2 separate regions of the Capsicum annuum genome follow, and region 1 is linked to region 2. Evidence: chromatin contacts called from public Hi-C data. All regions are on one chromosome and are shown on one strand. Each heading gives the region's core, a stretch centred on a gene start, on an enhancer-like site or on the middle of the called end of the contact. The rest is flanking DNA. Distances are from core to core; before and after follow the strand shown.

Evidence for each region. Hi-C and Micro-C count contacts between places; a contact is called where the count stands out from the background.
Region 1: a Hi-C map of leaf shows a contact between it and region 2, with 3 times the contacts expected there. The contact joins two enhancer-like sites. A contact is called at or near these places in 2 of 5 Hi-C or Micro-C datasets (leaf and placenta).

Annotation. Positions count from the first base shown.
Region 1 is chr6:182,725,819-182,728,695 of UCD10Xv1.1, reverse strand. It overlaps LOC107872900 (a long non-coding RNA gene), which reads right to left. Exons shown (of 3, transcript XR_001675018.2): 1 at 2,368-2,877; 2 at 2,113-2,283; 3 at 1,052-1,674. Among protein-coding and RNA genes, the nearest start is that of LOC107872900, 3.1 kb to the right of the region's middle. Within about 2 kb of position 1,460, at least 1 of the 5 cell types and tissues checked has an H3K27ac peak or open chromatin away from gene starts, as enhancers often do. A contact at or near this core is called in leaf, where this site is marked.
Region 2 is chr6:182,569,988-182,572,973 of UCD10Xv1.1, reverse strand. It overlaps the pseudogene LOC107872901. Among protein-coding and RNA genes, the nearest start is that of LOC107874043, 56 kb to the right of the region's middle. Within about 2 kb of position 1,528, at least 2 of the 5 cell types and tissues checked have an H3K27ac peak or open chromatin away from gene starts, as enhancers often do. A contact at or near this core is called in leaf, where this site is marked.

The sequences.
Region 1 (2,877 bases), core at 211-2,710, 160 kb before region 2:
CAAGTAGCTATACTAAACTCATCAACAATTGTAAGAAAGTATTTAGAATCATCATGTGTAGTAGATTTGTAAGGTCCCCAAATACCCATATGTATTATATCCAAAATAGATTTAGTTGAAATAGAAGAAAAAGATAGCTCAGATTGTCTTAACATGAGACAATTAACACAAGGAGAAGAAAAATTTGAACAAGATGCAAAATTTGAAAAAACTTTATTCATATTATTTTTTGACATATACCTTAACCAATAGTGCAATAGTTTTCCTTTATATTGAAATTAAATAATTTGAACAAGAAGAAAATTTATCTCCCAAAAAACTAAAAAAGAAAAGACTGATAATTAAAACTAGATAAGCTCTTTGTAGAAACTTTTAGATGACTTAATTTGAGAATATATAGATCTTCTTACTCTCTACCAAGCACCTCAAGGCTATTCAGTGAAGGATCCTGTAACATGAAACAAGTCTTAAGGGAGAAAAGAATAAATTTCTGAAGTTATTTACACAACTTATGAATAGAAATTAGATTGAACCTAAAAGATGGAATATATGAAGTATTTTATAGAGTTAAATTATGAAGGAGAGAAACAGATCCTGAATGAGTAACTTTGACCTTGTGGGAGTTAGGAAGAGTCACTACAAAAAACTGATCAAATTACGGGGGTTAATTTTACGGTTTGTAGGGGTTTTAAAATCCTGCAAAATATAATTTCAGCGGTTTCCAAAATCCCCAAAATATGAGCCGTCACAAACATTTTGAGGCGATTTTTTTTCGACCTCCATAATTAATTTGCGAGGGTTATTTTGCGGCGGTTACAACCCCCGTAATTAATTTGCGGCGGTTATTAACCCCCGTTATTCTAAATTTATTTTTTTATAATAAATTTTTATTTAAAACTAGCGGGGGTTAAAACCTCCGCAACTATTTTTGTTTTAAAATTTATAGAGCCCATCAATTTTCAATAACGAATTATAAATTTTAATTTTAGCTCAAATTTAATTATTCCTTTAAACATTGTAATTGACAAACATATCAAAAGTACATTGATCATTAAACTTCAAAATTAAATTTTTAACATTAACATTTTCAAACTCCAAATTTTCAACATTAACTAGTATCTTCAAACTCTAAAATCAAATTTATACACAAAAACTTCAATATTCTAAGATCCACTCCAACCACACAATTACATCATCATAATTGAATATCCAACACAAATACAACGAAATCAAAGAATGTCATTAGGATCATTATCATCATGTGATTTCCTTGCATCCATGGGAGAAACAGGTCTACTAGCCGCATCACCACCAAAACTGGGGTGTCCGGTGGCACATCCCAAGTTCATGAGATGACCCTCGGCCAAGACAACGATGCCATTGTTGGTGTCTGGGAAGACCCATCTGTAGGTTTGAGGTTTGATTGAGATCCTCTTCACACCAGGAAAGGTCTCAAGACCATGCATGTCGATTTCGCTGTCAAGTGACCAACATTGCAGACAATGGCGTTGTTCTTCATCTTCCTCATATGGTCAACCATGATGATGTCCTTTACAGAGTAGTCCTTATTAAAGAGACTTACAAACGGCGGATATGCTCATCTACTGGTTTCACAAGCAAAAATTGTGTGGTTGTTGGAACTTGAGACCCAAATTCTCGAACAGGTGCTGCTATCTGTGAAATGCAGAAACAACATCCATCAGAATAGACCATTAATACAAGCTGTAAACATTCCAACTACCCATTAATCTAGTGTTTTTTTTACCACCTTTCACCTTTCACCCATTACATAATCTCTTCTAAGGCAATCTAACACACCATAATCTCAATATTTTAAGTGGAGAAGGGTTCGTGGAATTGCAATTATCACTTTGCTAAGCTTTAACAAACAGTTTCTTAACATCTTCAATGCATCTCTTGATTTTTGGTGATTATAATTATATATACAGTGTGCATGGAGCACTTGACACCAGTAGCCATACACTTTCAAGAAAAAACGAAACATAAATAGAACCCACAAAACCAAACTTGCACGCATTACAACCAAATTCAACGCAACCAAAGAAGAACACTTGAATGACACCTAAGAGCTAATACTTACATGATGCATACCTAATTTGTCCCCCAAGCCTTAAAGCTTTGCTTATTGGCAAGAGAAAATTCCCCTGAGAATCCTAAAAGATTATTTTGATGATGCACATGATATGTGCTTTTTCTGTTTAGCTGCTCAAGTTTCTGTTGAACTATTGGCTTTAATTCCTCAGCCACAGCATTTAGTAATTTCTTGAGATCAAATATAAAAAAGTCTGATTAGGTAAAGCTTACATATGAACATGGAGGAAAAGTATCGAATGACGAGTGTTTTACCTTTTTCAAATAAATTTTGTTGGTGTGCAATGATGCCCGATAATCTCGATGACATGATATTGTCTCAAAGACCAAACTTAAACAGCAAAAAACAACAATTTAAATACATACTTCAGGCGCATCCTTCCATCTTCTTGTATCCATATGCCATGCAATTGACTCTCGGAGTTAATTTGATAGAAATGGTGGGCCCCAATGGCCCATGAAGAAACGCAAAGCGAGATTGAATCCATTTTTGGACTCGAGGCAAGTGGTACATGTAAAGAAAAGGGTAAGGATTAGAACCTGATAAAAGAGAAACTGATGCTATTAATGTTGGAAAAAATAGAAAATAATCTAAAATGCTCCGAAAAGCAAGATATCTCAAAGAAAACACAAGAAAATAAAGTCTTTTATCTTACCCTTTTGACAAATTAAAATCGAACTTCTATTAGAGAGAAACTTGACTTCACATAAAGGTATATTTAGGAGTAAACTTATCACGATCTTCAATCACAAATAAGTTAATTC
Region 2 (2,986 bases), core at 279-2,778:
CACAATATTAATAATGTCTAGGTGGTTGACTATATGAATTTAGCTTGAACCAAAACCAAATAAAATTCCACAAGAACATACTAAAATACCACAAAAACTTTATGAGATGTACATATACAGTTATTTCATATACATAAATCACTCAACACAGTAAATCACAACATTATGCCTGACATTATTCCAACACAAAGAAACAGACAATCTCATGTGTTCAACGCTATAACAATCTTCGTAAAACAACTTTAACATCAAGACAAAATTCACGCAACATTATACTGTAGTTAAAGTTGAACGATTAACAATCAAAAATTAAGTAAAAATATATCGTAACATAACTAAAATAAATACCTCCTTTTGTCTGAATGTTTTGCTCTGTAATTATAATCATGAGACACCACATATTTAGACATCACTGAAACAAGCGTCGATTTATCCTTATACATCTGTTTCACCTTCACGTCAATACGATTGTTATCACAAATCAAATGTTTAACTTCAAACTCCGACACATACAATGAATCTATATTCTATTTCGTTTTTTCATTCACCGGAGTGCCTTAAAAGAATTGCAATATTCATCTTGTTTAATACAAATAAAATCAATTTTTTTTTCAAGAGATCAAAATCAGTGATTAGATTGTTTGTGATTAATTTTCTTTTTATGTATTGTTGTTTTTCAAAATTTGACGTAGTATAGCTGTTACACAAATTAAGGGATGCAATAATTCATTATTAATGTTGCAGCATTAATTGTGTCTTAAATATAAGGAAAAATTTGTTATCTTCTACTAAAACGTTGGCAGAAGATTTTCATATACATAGCATCTATATCATTATATATATAGCATCTTTATATATATAATGGCTACGCTATATATATTAATCGGAAGAGAACAAATAAATTAGAAAGATGAGAGATAAGGTAAATAAGTCTAATCCTTCGGATTTGTGTTATAAATTATGTCGTACCAAAATCTAACAATGTTACTTGAACAATATTTTTCTTTCTTGCAAGAATTTGAAGATTTAGCCGAGATAAAATGTTAAAAACTTTCTACGTTCATTCATGGATCCTTTATTCATACTAATGCCATTCAAATTTATGTTTCACAATTTCATTATCCAAACTTTCGATGTCCAAGGGACCCTTTGGATGCACATCACTTCGAAGATTTCGTGGCCATCTGCTGCAATTCACCAGCTTAACTAGCATATGCACAAAATAACATATCCTTATTATCTCTACTAATTTTTCACTAGCAGAACTACTAATTTGTCTCACGAGAGAGACTATAACCACTTTCAGCCCCTGCATGTGCAACAAGAACAGCATGCAGAGAACAGACCGAAAACAAAAGTATAGCCAGATCTATAGAAATACAAAGATAACAGCATATCAAAGTTAAATCTTAACTGGCTCTCTTCACAAGCGTAGCACCACCAAATGTCGATATGTTCCCCAGGTTAAACAGAAAACAAAACATACAAAACTCCTACATACTCTTCTATGAGAAAATATTGTCCAACTAACACCCCCCAAGCCAAATCAGGTCCCATCTTTACGACGGCCAACACGAGCAACAGAACCAGCCTTGATGGGAGCAACTGATCTTCCAGACCCACACTGCAAGAAAATAAACAACCAAAACGACTTTACATGAGAAACAAACAATATAATCCCAACTTGTTTTTCCATTTACCCTTTTCAGGTTGGAAGAAAGAAAAAGGCAAGAGGGAAAAATGCAAACAATTTTGAAAGGTGATCCTTTGAAAACAAGAAAGCAGTCATTTTCCTACCTCCTTTTTGAGGTAAAAAGAATGCGGACAATATTCACCACTATTTCATACTACAGCATTCTTGTTCAATTCTTCACCGCTTTCTGCTATGCCTCTTGCAGCTCTTCTTACGGCTAGTCCGCTCTTCAGCATCAGACTCAGAATCTGTGTATGAATCAGAGGACTCAGATGTTGAGCTGTATTTCCGGTGTCTTCTCATCTTCTGCTACTGCTTCTTTTTCTGACTCTTCCTCCTCCTCCTCTTCCTCTGAATCAGTTGAACTATAGCTTGAGTCACTCCCAGAAGAATAATCTGACCGTATGACTAATGATGCCTCACTGTCAGATTCGAACACTGAAGCCTCACTATCACTCCCTGACTCTGTATCTGAATTATGCTTCCTCTTACTCTTCTTAACAGATTTTTCACTCTTCATCTCCTTCTCAATATCTGGGTTTTCTAGATCATAAGATATTGATACTTTCATCCTCAACTTCGGATTTTTCAGCTGCTGCGTACGAGATGGTCGTGATATATACACACCCTCTCATTCTTGCACTCATAAGTCCAGTGCCCTGTCTGGAAACATTTTTGACATTGTGACGCAGCACCAAGCGTGGAACCTGAAACCTTGTCTTTCCTTTCACCCAGTCTCACCTGTTTCTCAGTACTCATTAAATACATCTGCCTCTTAGCTTCTTTTCTTTCCTGCCATCGACTGGGTCCTTCTTCCTTCTGGCCATATGCATTGACATTTCTAGCAGCAGCACGCTCAGCTTGAGCACGACTCAAACTCTTAGCAGCTGACAGGGCTGCAGCTTTAATCCGTTCTGCTGCATCCTGAGCACCACCTTCTTCATTTTTAAAGGATGCCATAATCTTCGCTCTCAATAAACAAGAGTCCCCTCTTTGAGTTTATCTTAGTCTATACCAGTATCCTGGACAAGAACAACACAAAGATATTAGCTTGCTAAATACATAACCAAATACCAGCCAGAACATTAACGGCAATGAAAGTACATTCTTGCAAGCACAATTTTTATTATACAATTTATACTCTTCAAAGTACAGTCATGCCCAAATAAAGATCAATAAATTACATTCCACTAGCACAGAGAGGAAAAAAGCCCATCTCAGGAAGTATGCTTCTGTTTCTACTTTTATTTTATATTCTCTTTAAGGTCATTGCAGTCAGTTTTCCTCTGGATT